4 separate regions of the Mus musculus genome follow, and all the other regions are linked to region 3. A link is a contact called in public Hi-C and HiChIP or PLAC-seq data. All regions are on one chromosome and are shown on one strand. Each heading gives the region's core, a stretch centred on a gene start, on an enhancer-like site or on the middle of the called end of the contact. The rest is flanking DNA. Distances are from core to core; before and after follow the strand shown. Region 1 holds the start of Caskin2 (CASK-interacting protein 2). Region 2 overlaps Llgl2 (LLGL2 scribble cell polarity complex component). Region 3 holds the start of Hid1 (HID1 domain containing). Region 4 has its middle 18 kb from the start of Tmem94.

Region 1 (2,724 bases), core at 145-2,644, 450 kb before region 3:
AGTCCTTGGGGCCATGCGACCGCTGTGGTAGCTTCTGGGACCGCGAGCGCGCGGCGCGGAGCTCCGAGGCGCTGGGGAGAGCCGGGAACACGTGATCAGCACAGAGGCCACCCCGCTCGCTCCCGGGTCCCACGCACCCCACGCCATCCCCCGGGCCGGGTAGCACCTGAGCACACGCCCCGCGGGAACCTCCACCGACCCGGGTTCGGGTTCGGGCTCCATCGGGCCGCTGTCTGCGGCTGCGCGCGCACCGCGAAGCCCCGCCCACCCCGGCATTCCGCGCGGTCCTAGCGCCTTCGACCCGCTCGCTCCTCGGGATCATAAAGCCACCCTCGAGCCTCGCGCCTTCCTACCTGCCCCGTGTGTGTCCTAACACCTGTCGGCACACGTGTACCCCGGGCCGCGGGACCCAGCTCGATGTGCAGGTTTCCAGATGTGCAAAAACTCACCTATTCCGTTTCCAGCGCTTCTGGGGGCTCCTCCCTTCTTTAGTATAACTTTACCTGGCTACTGGATGTAGCATGGATAATCAAATATGTTACTCTCATCTCTGCAGCCCTGAATGTCTTTGTGTCCTACCACCAGCAGGAAAGAGATGCGTAGAGAGAGGAGAGCAGTGAGCCCCCAGACACCAGCTTTGCAAACTGGAGGCCATATGGGAATGTTAGGAGTGGACCAAAGACTTATGGAGTTCCTTCACGGTGGGCCAAAAAAAAAAAATCTCTTCTTAGGGGCTCTGAAGCAGGGTTCAAAGGCCAGGGGTGGAGGCGCTGTCCGGCTCACACTGGTGCTGAATCGCCACCCCAGACTCCGAAAGCACCTCCTCGAGGCTGGGGTCCCCGCCGTGACATCCTGAGTCGCACTGACGCTCACCACTAGGTGGCACCGTTGCTCCAGCCAGCAGCTATAGGTCTCTGAGTGTGGACGAAGGTCGCTGCGGGCAACCCGGGAAAGGATGGGGCAAAGAGGAAGTGATCCCCACCCCTAGTGGGGGGGGGGGGTCCTCAGGTTCAACTGCCAAAACATCCTATTTTCTCTCCTATACATTCACACTTCACCTTTTGATCTAGACCAGAACCCAGTTCTCTCGGGATCCCCGGACAGGACACAGCAGCACGAAACCTCATCCACCCCGCCTCTCACCCGCCACTTTGCACCCCTAAGCAGCTTCACCTGCGCGCATGCGCTGATCCAACCAGTGGCTCGGCTCTGGACTGGCTGGCGGGGGCGGGGCCTAGTGAAGATGGGGCGGGGACCAGGGTGTTGATTGACAATCCAACTGTGCGGCCAGGACGGTCCCCGGCTCCCGATCCGGCGGGAGGGAGGGGGGAGGGGCGGGATTTCCTGCGGGAGGCGCCGAGCCGGCCTTGGAAAGGAGGAGAAAGGGGTTGCGGGGGACAGTGAGAACCAGAGTCCAGAGTGCCTGAGACTGAGCACAGCCAGCCGGACCCCCGGCGGGGCGGCCGGGAGAGGTGAGACTGCCGGGTCCCGGGCCAGGGGTCAGGACCCTTGAGAGCAGACGCAAACTAACTTTTCTTGTCTGATCGGCGGGCTCCTCCATCTCTCTGCTCCTTCCGCCTTCCTCGAGCCCCCCTTTTCGTTCTCCTCTATCTATTCCTCGGACGCTTGACTCTCCGGGTCCCTCTTGCCGCTTTGTTCCCGGGGTCGGCCTTATCTGGGCTTGGCTGCGGGGAGCTGCGCCGCGCTAGAGGGGCATTCCAAGGGGAGGGGGAGCCAGCCGACCCCAGGCACTGCCAGGAGCACTCTCTCCCAGTGCGGGTCGCGGGCTTTGAGGGGGAGTGCCCTCCGGCTTGGGCTTGGAACTTCTGAGGAATGAGTGGTTCCCCACCTGGGCCCCCAGGCCTGCACGAGTCTCTTGCCACAAGATTCTGGCAACAAAATCACCGCCACTGAGGAACTGACTTAAGGGTTTGTGCGGGAAGTCGAGTTGGGGTTTCAGGTTCAGGCTTGGGAGGTAGTTGGCCAGCCTGTCCAAGCTCTCTGTCCTGGATCTCTACCCAGCTGCTCTCTCCCACCACAGACGCAGTGAGAAAGGATTAGCAACAGGTGCTGTAGATCTCTCCGATCCAACAGGTAGATCTCCCCCAGAAAGTGAGGGACATAAGCACCCAGTCCACCCTCTAGGGACCTGGTAGTGAGGAGTGTGCTGCAGACACCTTGGACAGGGAGTGACCCCTACCATCTGCCCGTGCCACTCTCCCAGGCCCTACCTCCCGGCCCCGCCTGTTGTCTGTGGGTGTCAGAGCCTGGGGCTGTGGAGAATGGGCTGCTGGCCCTGCCTACACCAGTGTCTCCTGCTGCCAGGGCCCCTCCTGCCCAAGGTTGAGGTGCTGCCCAGTGCCATGGGGCATAGGCAACCCAGCCTTTCCCTCCTTGAATGCTGCCCCTCTCTTCTTTGCGAGATATATTTCTCTCAAGTACAGAAACTTCCTCCCCTCCGTTAGTGGCTTAGACTCACTCCAAGGCTCCTTGGGCATCTAGGGTGATTTGGGACTCCCTAGAGGTTCTATCTTGCTCATCTTCTCTGTCCCGGTTCCTGGCTGTAACCCAGCTTTTCATTGGATGACGTGTATCTTTTCCAGACCCTCAGGACTTGTCCCTGGCTGCTGCCTCACGCCAGAGGGAATGCTGACTGCTCTCTGGGTGGGCACTGGTGCTTCTGCGCTAACCCAGGAAGATTGGCGGGCCCAGTCCCAGCCCATT
Region 2 (2,867 bases), core at 119-2,618, 470 kb before region 3:
AGCTCTTAAGCAGTTCAACAATCCTGCTTGAATCCTTCCTGCTGCAAAGGTTGGGCATCCCCCATCTCTTACTTCCTTCAGAGTCCCAAGGACTGTGACCACTCCTCCCTGTCCTTCCAAAGGCCAGTTGAGAACAGGCACCCAGTCAGGCTCACCAGAATGACATTCAGGATGCCCTGAGCAGTGTGTCCTTGGACTGAACACGAGGCATCTTGTGAATACAGAGTGTGTGTTCTGATTGCTCACCCCAGTGTGAGAACTGTCCCTAGGCTGCGGCTGGCTGCTAGGGTCCTTAGTATTCTGCAGTGTGCCCCCGCCCCCAGGGCATCTTATCCAGCTGACAACACTGAGGGACCAAGGCTCTCTCAAAAGCAAAACAAGGGACATAGGCTCCCATGACTTTCCCTGGACAGGGCCCACATGAGCTGACTCCTTAGAGGAGGCCAAGCCAGGCCTGAGCCCTGTGAGCCCTGTGGGTGGGGCACACGGAAGGCTCAGTGGCCCCTGCTGGGATAAGAAGGAAGGATGTGGCTCAGAACCCAGGGAGGAAACAAGGAGGAACTAGGAAGCCTGGGTGTGTCCTGGGGAAAGCAGGGAAGGGAAGGTCCCAACTACCCGGCACCTAAGTGCCCTGCCCACACTGGTGTCCCTTCCACAGCAGCTAAGACTCTTGTAAACTTTCAAGGTTCGGAGTCCCCTGAGTGTAAGTTCTACATGCTAGTAATCCCCCGCCTTAGTTAGGTCCCTAAAGGGTGAGGTGGCCTTTCTCAAAGGAGCCGCCCACAGAGTGTTGTGGAGCCGCCAAGAGAGTGTCCTGTCCCCTCCCCCCTGTAATCCAGAGCACGTGGGCAGCAGGTAGAGCCTGGGGATACCCCAAGCATAGGATTCCCAGACCCCAGAGAACTCTAAAACAAGAAGGTGGACCAACGCTCTGCAGTTCTCCCTCCCGTTGTCTCCTCAGCCTCTGTCCTGTCCTGTCCTGTCCTGCTACCTGGGCTCAGGTGACCTCTGCTAAGGGAGAAGAGAACAATGGGCTCTTTTGACAGGGAAAGGAGAGCAAAGATGAACAGAAGCCGCCAGACTGTAATATTAGCCCAAGTCCCTGTCAGATTGTGAGAGGTGGGGGTGGGTGGGTAGCGGGTGTTGCCCTTCACCCTTACACTCAGCTGGGGAGGACTGTCCTCCAAGCCCACGGCTTTGGGGACCCTGTAGTGTCTGTCAGGGGCTGAGAGGAGAGCTCCCAGAAGCTGCTGAGGGCCTCAGGAGGGAGGAGGGAGGAGGGAGGAGGGGCAGATCCACCTGCCTGCAGTGGCTCTGCCAGATACTGGGTGTGGTAAGCTCAGATTCCTGGCCCAAGCAACTTGGCCTCTCTGTGTGGTTGTCATCTGACACTGGTGCCCATGTAGGCAAAAGCCACAACAAAACGATGTGGTCTGGGCTGGGCGGGCCTAGTTGGTTAGAAACACACCATTTATTTGATTTGGGAGGTGTGGTGGTGGGGAGGGTTCTGAGGGGGGTGTGTTATTCTGCAGCAGTCCAGCGCAGGCACCTAGGCCTAGGTCTGCTCACACTGGGGTGTGGCTACTAGTGGGTGCCTGGGTTTCACCAGAGGGGCAAGCAGGCCCCAAACAATGTTCAAGGAGCAGGGTTTCACTAAGACCAGGACGTCCGTCCAGCCCCTGAGGTAGTCCCTGTTCCCTTAGCTAGTCTTCAGTGGGAACCTAAGCTGCCTGACTGGGTTGGAGGTGAGTGTGCTAAGAGGGTACAAGTGGTAGACAGCAGGTAAAGACACTGAGCTCCGAGCAAACCATGCTACTTGATGCTGCCCATAAGAAGCGATTGAACATGGGGCTGGAGAGATGGCTCAGCAGTGAAAAGCACTTGCTGCTCTTGCAGAGGACACAGAACCAGTTCCAGCACCCACATGATGGGACACAGCCATCCCTAACTCCAGTTCCAGGAGCTTCTGATCTCTGGAAGCACCAGCCACGCATGTGGTGCCCATACATACATGAAGGCATAACATGCATACATATAGGAAACAAACTAAAATAAATAGAGCCATGAAACCTGTCCACTGCACCAGCCTCCATTAGGGTGCTTAGCAACCCCACTTCACGGAAGAGGAAACTGAGGAATAGACAGGCTAATCAATGTCTACATGGTCACGTGGTGAGAGCTGAATCAGAACCAAGGCCCGGCTATATGGCTCCAGTTCCCTGCCCCAACCACTGTTAACACCCAGCCCTGATGCCTGGCACCCAGCCCCTGAGCTAGACTTGGTCCCCTGGCAGCCAGCCCCTTTTTCTGGTCATGGTCACAACTCCTGGCCAAGGACAGGTAACCCTCATGGCCCTAGCTAGGGCAGCGTCCCCGTTTTGTGTGAGGCATCTTGCTGGCTCTGTGGAAAGGCCTAGAACTGGTTTAGAAGCTGGGATCTGTAAGCTGTTTGGGCATCTGTCGTGTGGCGGGCGATGCCACTGTTCTGTTGTTGCACGCATTGCCCACGACACGCTGCCTGACAGCCTGACCTTCAGGGTGGCACTCCCAGATGTGACCACACCGTGAGTAGCCACTGTGCAGGCGCGGACCCTAACCTGCACATGAGGAATTCCTGTGTGGAGTCTGACAACAGCCCATGCACCTTTGATTCTGTGGCGTTTAGCCAAGCACTCGGTGGACACACGTGTACAGCCCTTCACGTCACGCTGGCTCTGTTTACGTCTCCCTCAACCTAAATCGAAATCTAAGATCATCTCCATTCTAGAGCTGTGCCAAGGCCTCACAGTGAGTGAATGGGGCTATCAGGTGCTAGGTCAATACTCGTCATTGGACTAGATGCTTCACCATGATCCTGTTCTCATCAA
Region 3 (2,863 bases), core at 71-2,570:
TTATTTTACAACTCCGGGATCCCCCTTTAGATTAAAGTCATGTTGTTTAGAACTATCCAGGATTCTCAGAAACTTCTAGACACAGTAACATGATTGTGTGAGGGGTGGGACACATACATCATACATGGCCCTGGCTGTCCTGCTGTCCTGGCTTGCTATGAGATATATATATATTAGATAAATACCAGATTATTTTGGATTTTGCCAATGCTGGTCTCAAACTCACTATTCACCAAGGATGACAGTCCCTCTTGCCTTCACCTCCTGAGTTCTGAGATCTCATATGTGGATCAACTATTTTTATTGGGTTGTCAGCTATTACTCTTAATTTAATAATTAGAGTGCTTGCCTAACATCCAAGAACCTCTTGGTTCAATCTACAGCACCCCATAATACCAAGGGTGATCATGGAACCTGTGACCTTGGTACTTGGGAGATGGATTAAAAAATTCATCACCAGTAACAGTGAGTTCGAGGCAAGCCTACGATAAACTCCTCACAAAACAAACACAGTGTACTAGGCTATACCATGGGTAAACTCCTTTCTTCTGAAACCAGGATCTGTGATGTTTATGTCATGTCCTCTACACTTCAAAGAGTTCTCAGGGAAGCCAGGGAGCTAGATAAGCGTCAAGACCCAAGGGATTTTTCACTGCTGAGCTGCCTTCCTGGAACAGGGACACTGAGTCAGCCCATCCTTCCACACAAGCAAGAGCTAAACCTTTTAAGGGTTAGAATAACTTCAAGGCTAGACACGTGGATTTGATAGGTCAGAAAGAGAAGCAAACAGAAAGAAAGGAAGGGAGGAAGAAAGAAAGGAGAGGAGAGGAGGGGAGGGGAGGGGAGGAGAGGAGAGGAGAGGAGAGGAGAAAAAGAAAAGAAAAGAAAGGAAAGGAAAGGAAAAGAAAAGAAAAGGAAAGGAAAGGAAAGGAAAGGAAAGGAAAGAAAAGAAAAGAAAAGAAAAGAAAAGAAAAGAAAAGAAAAGAAAAGAAAAGAAAAGAAAAGAAAAGAAAAGAAAAGAAAAGAGAAAAAGCAAGCAAGCTCAGATAGCAACAATAGTAGGAAAGCATGAACATCAGGTAGAGAGGATTGGAGGAGAAACTGCGGGTCTGAGCAGGAATGAAGAATGAAGGTGGAGGCAGGAGATGAGATACCAGGAGGGTTTCAGTCTTGCGGACTGAGGATCGAGGACAACACTCAGTTGCAGACGAAAGGACCAGGAGTTGGGTTCCACGGAGAACTCCGGACTTCTTCTTGGAGGCCTGAGCGGCAGGTGCAGAGGCGGGGCCTCGTGGGGGCGGATCTAAAGGCGGAGCCACAGGGGCGGGGCCGACGCCTGCGGCAGGCGGGGTTCGCAGCTTCGCTCCCCAGAGAGCAGCCGGGGCTGCGGAGCTGGAGCTGGAGTCACAGCCGGAGCCCGCGGCAGAGTCGGAATCCGGGGTCGGGCTGGAGCGGGGTCCATCGACATGGGATCCGCAGACTCCAAGCTGAACTTCCGGAAGGCGGTGATCCAGCTGACCACCAAGACGCAGGTGCGCCTGGGGGCCCAGCCTCTTCATCCACCTGCCGGCCCTGGGGGCAGGGCAGGGCCGGGGGGGCTGGGTGAACACGGTTCACCCGAGGGTGGGGTGACCGGCTAATCCAGAGGGGGATGCTGAAACAAGCACCGGAACGGGACTTTTCCTTTGTAACTAGGGCTCCATCCCTGCCTCTGGGAGCCCACCCTATGCCTACTCTCCCCTGGGAACACTCTCCCGGGCACTGCTGCTGCTGCCACCTTAGGCTGACGTGTGCCTACTCCTGGAGCCGGCGGCGACAACGTTATCCGCCCCCTGTCCCGCCCCCCCGGTGCCCGCAGCCTCGCTTAGCCAGCCTCTTCCCGCTCCCACCTACCCATCCATCGCCCCGCTGGTCTCCCTGCCCCTCAGTGCCCATGGTCCCGGACATACAGCCCCGGCTGACTCAATGCAAACAAAGCCGGGCCGGCGCCTGCCTGGGTTGGGGAAAACAGCTGGTGCGCGATGGCAGCGGTGGCAGCGGTGGCCTCTCTGGGCCCTGGCTGATGCCTGAGGGTAGGGAAGGCCCAGGTCTTCCTGGGAGCTCATAGAGTGGCAGGCAGCGGCAGCTGGGTAAGAGGAGCTGTCCTCAGGCCTAGGGAAGCCAGCTTTCCAGCTAGTGATGATCCAGGGGCTTCTCCAGGCCCGGTGGAGCTGATTGGCTGTGCTTTTTGGCACCCGGAATAGGGATTGGGGTTTCGGGGATGAGGAGATTATCATTGGTCTGTTGGAGAGGGAGCCATGGGTAACTCCAGTCCACACTCCCCCCCCCCATCCCCCGTGTCTACAAGTGTCACAGAAGCTGCCTCCTACCTTCAGCACACACCTCTTGACCCAGCAAGGTTCCTTCCCTGTCGTCCCTTCAATCTTTATTTCTGGAAACCAGGCTACTCTGGTTATGGAGATACCAGCAGCCTCTCCAAGGCCCTGCCTGTCAAAGGGCTCTGGACCTACTGCCATCTGGAACCCCACCCCCATCCGACTGTTCTCAGAGCTCTATATTGTTCTTGGCCAGTGTGAGTGGGATCAGGAGAGCTGCCTACCCACAACCAGCCAGTCACAGCCTCAGAGAGCCGACCACTACTCCCACACCCTGTTACCCACCTTGGGAAGGTCAGAGGCCGAGGAAAGGAATGCCAGGGCCTCTAGAGAGCCTGTTTCTATCTGAGGGGCACTTGGCGGAAACCAGAACTGCTTCTCTTTGCTTCCTGTGGCTTGTTCCAGAACCTCAGACGTGAGACTCTCCATCAGTGGGTAGCAGGAAAGGGTGGTGTGTGGTATTTTGCACAGTGTAGGGTGGTGAGAGC
Region 4 (2,876 bases), core at 197-2,696, 380 kb before region 3:
CTTACATATAATAAATAATAAATAAATCTTTTAAAAAAAAAAAAGAAAAAAAAAAAGAAGTGACAGCAAGCCGGGCGTGGTGGCGCACGCCTTTAATCCCAGCACTCGGGAGGCAGAGGCAGGCGGATTTTTGAGTTCGAGGCCAGCCTAGTCTATAGAGTGAGCTCCAGGACAGCCAGGGCTTCACAGAGAAACCCTGTCTCAAAAAACCAAAAAAAGAAAAAAAGAAAAAGAAAGAAAGAAAGAAAGAAAGAAAGAAAGAAAGAAAGAAAGAAAGAAAGAAAGAAAGAAAATGGGTTACAAAGAAGTAAGAGCAACATTGGGAAGAAGAGTGCTGAGCGGTAGGACGAGTGGACCCCATGCTAAGGTGGCAGCCACTCGGGTGCTAGGATATAGGTGCATTCAAAAAAACTACTGGGTGAAACCTACTGGCTGATTTGAAATAAGTCTTAGATAGGAAAATAGTGGAATAGCTCTCTTAAGCTCTAGACCTCAGACAGGCAGTGGTGCACACCCTTAATCCCAACACTTGGGAGGCAGAAACAAGCAGATCACCGTTAGAGGCCTGCCTGGTCAACATAGTGAGTTCCAGGCCAGCCAGGGCTATGTGGTGAGACCCTGTCTCTAAAAAAGGACAGGTTGGAGAGATGGCACCCAGTGTGAATCTCTGGGCTGAGATGTGCTAACCACACAAGCATGTTGACCCAGGTTCAAATCTCAGAACCCAGGGAAAAAACTGCATGCTGTGGTACACAAGCTTAGCCCCCTACAGAGATAGGAGATGAAGGCAGGAAAACTGCCCAGAGGCTGTGAACCAGCTGTCCCGGAATTCACAGCGCAACAGAAACAAGAGAAATCTAACCTCTACAAGATGGAGAAGAAACCGATCTCCCTCGCCCCCATTTTTGTGCCATGGAACCTGTGAAAGAAAGGAGAAGAAGAGAGGGAAGAGGGAGAGAAGGCAGGAGGGAGAGAAAAAGGGAAGGGAAGGGGAGGGGGAAAGTGGAAGGAGAAGAAAAGAAAGAAAAGAAAAGCAGGAATGAACAGGGCACCTCAGGGGTGGGACACACACCTGTGATCTATCTACACACTGGGAAGGCTGAGGCAGGAGGATTTTAAGTTTGAGAGTTTGAGGCCAGCTTGGGCTAAATGGTAAGAGCCTGTCTCAGAAAACGGGGAGCAGTGCATCTGGTGGAGAATACCCTTGTTCTTAAAGACCTCACCACATGGAGGTAAGAAGTGAGTCAGAAAACACGAGTGATTCAGGCCTGATTCAGGGACTCTAACAAGGATCTACACGCTGAGCCACCTGCAAGCTGAAACAAGCCCCTCCCCCCGCCCCCGCCCGCACCCCCCGCACCCCCCCCCCCCCCGGAGGAGCATCCTTCGTCACTGCGCCATCTTTTCCACCTAGTCATTTGCTTAAACGTGACAGGCAGAAGGGGGTTGGTTTAAGATCTTTGTGCTGAGAGACCGCGGGAATGGCTCCTTGTTTGCAATTTCAGGGGTCCTGAACGGGGCTTCTGGCATCCACATCCGGTGGCTCCCAACCACCTATAACTTCAACCCCCGGGGACCCAACACCCTCTTCAAGGGCACTGGGACACACACAGACACACAATCATAAATAAAAACAAATCTTCGTTTATGTTAAAGATCCTCATGCTGAAATGCTTTGAATTCAGCTGAGTTAAAACAACGAGATCCCTGGCCAGAAACAGCAGGGTGAGGATCCAAGCGCCCCAGTGGCTGATACCTGTTGTCACAGTCAAAGTTTCAGACACTTTCTGGCTCTTTAAAAAGATGACTGGAGTGGTCAAAGGACAAGCTGGGAGAAGAAAGCAAATGTAAGGAGCTGCTTTGGAGGAGGAAAAGGTTTTATTTTCCTAACAAACAAAAAACATTGAACTGGAAAGAACGCAGAGTCCATTTCCCATCTCTTCAGATACAGGAAAGAATAAAACAGAACAATGCCGAGGCCAGGGTGAAAACGGGTGACTCAGCAAGGGCAGTGTGCAGGGTGAGAATCTCTGTGCTGCACAAGCCCACATCAGATAACAAAACGCACGCGGTGATCAAGTCTTTGTTATGACTATCATTCCTTACGGTATACAACTCAGGAAAGAATTTCAAAGCTCTGTGTGAACATGTGGGTGCCGGGTGTATTTGATCAGCACAGTGAGTAAGTAGATAAAATCCCAAGGGGCTGATGAGATGGCTCAGTGGGTTAAAGTGCTTGCCACCAAGTCAGGGAGTTTGAGTCCCTGGACCACACGGTAGGAGAGAGCCAACATTTACAACTTGTCTTCCACATGTGCATTGTGGCATATACAAAAGTGTGCTCAACCATACACATAATAAAAAGTGAGGAAACCAGGCAGGTGGCGCACGCCTTTAGTCCCAGCACTTGGGAGGCAGAGGCAGGTGGATTTCTGAGTTCGAGGCCAGCCTGATCTGCAGAGTGAGTTCCAGGACAGCCAGGGCTACACAGAGAAACCCTGTCTCGAAAAACAAACAAACAAACAAAAAAGAAAGAGTGGGTCCTCTAAAACAGAGTTGGTCCTCTAACTTGGTGGATGTGTTCATTGGAAGAGGTAGCCAGCTTCCTCCCAGTTCAGTGCAACACTGAGTCATCTATAAAGGGAGACATGCTAGTCACAACAGGATGGAGGACATCAAAGGAACAATGAAACATCCTGCCACAGTGTGCTCCTTGTCAGTGAAATATCTGGTCCATGCAGGGTGACAGCTATAGTTTCTGCCACTAAAACCATTATCTGGGGACAGAGGTAGATGGCAAGACAGGGACTCATGAGAGGAGGGAGCCTCAATTGAGAAAATGCCTCCATTAGACTGGGCTGTGTGGGTAGGCCTTG

What was found. A called contact is a pair of places that touch in the nucleus more often than the background predicts. HiChIP or PLAC-seq counts read pairs in DNA pulled down with a chosen protein or histone mark.
Region 1: a contact with region 3 is called in a Hi-C map of the G1E-ER4 cell line, with 2.5 times the contacts expected there. The contact joins the promoter of Caskin2 here to the promoter of Hid1 in region 3. A contact is called at or near these places in 5 of 39 promoter capture datasets (the C10 cell line, embryonic stem cells, neutrophils and 1 more), 2 of 15 datasets of contacts at CTCF or cohesin (embryonic stem cells and large pre-B cells), 20 of 484 Hi-C or Micro-C datasets (B cells, the Ba/F3 cell line, CD4 T cells and 7 more), 9 of 115 datasets of contacts at active chromatin or transcription factors (the 230-238 cell line, T-cell acute lymphoblastic leukemia, embryonic limb bud and 6 more) and 3 of 9 other capture datasets (embryonic stem cells, liver and pancreatic islet).
Region 2: a FOXA1 HiChIP or PLAC-seq map of pancreatic cancer cells shows a contact between it and region 3. The contact joins the enhancer-like site here to the promoter of Hid1 in region 3. A contact is called at or near these places in 1 of 39 promoter capture datasets (embryonic stem cells), 1 of 484 Hi-C or Micro-C datasets (the G1E-ER4 cell line), 1 of 115 datasets of contacts at active chromatin or transcription factors (pancreatic cancer cells) and 2 of 9 other capture datasets (adipose tissue and embryonic stem cells).
Region 4: a contact with region 3 is called in an H3K27ac HiChIP or PLAC-seq map of regulatory T cells, with 4 times the contacts expected there. The contact joins the enhancer-like site here to the promoter of Hid1 in region 3. A contact is called at or near these places in 4 of 39 promoter capture datasets (the C10 cell line, neutrophils, pre-B cells and 1 more), 1 of 115 datasets of contacts at active chromatin or transcription factors (regulatory T cells) and 1 of 9 other capture datasets (liver).

The regions. Positions count from the first base shown.
Region 1 is chr11:115,812,262-115,814,985 of GRCm38.p6, reverse strand. It overlaps Caskin2 (CASK-interacting protein 2), which reads left to right and starts at 1,394. Exons shown (of 20, transcript NM_080643.2): 1 at 1,394-1,472; 2 at 2,604-2,724. Tsen54 (tRNA splicing endonuclease subunit 54) reads right to left here and starts at 247. Exons shown (of 11, transcript NM_029557.1): 1 at 167-247; 2 at 1-71. The coding sequence starts at 222.
Region 2 is chr11:115,837,587-115,840,453 of GRCm38.p6, reverse strand. All of the region lies in intron 2 of Llgl2 (LLGL2 scribble cell polarity complex component), which reads right to left. Among named protein-coding and RNA genes, the nearest start is that of Llgl2, 15 kb to the right of the region's middle. Within about 2 kb of position 1,368, at least 68 of the 459 cell types and tissues checked have an H3K27ac peak or open chromatin away from gene starts, as enhancers often do. A contact at or near this core is called in embryonic stem cells and pancreatic cancer cells, where this site is marked.
Region 3 is chr11:115,366,213-115,369,075 of GRCm38.p6, reverse strand. Hid1 (HID1 domain containing) reads left to right here and starts at 1,320. Exons shown (of 19, transcript NM_001346774.1): 1 at 1,320-1,532. The coding sequence starts at 1,467.
Region 4 is chr11:115,746,096-115,748,971 of GRCm38.p6, reverse strand. No RefSeq gene overlaps it. Among named protein-coding and RNA genes, the nearest start is that of Tmem94, 18 kb to the left of the region's middle. Within about 2 kb of position 1,446, at least 57 of the 459 cell types and tissues checked have an H3K27ac peak or open chromatin away from gene starts, as enhancers often do. A contact at or near this core is called in regulatory T cells, where this site is marked.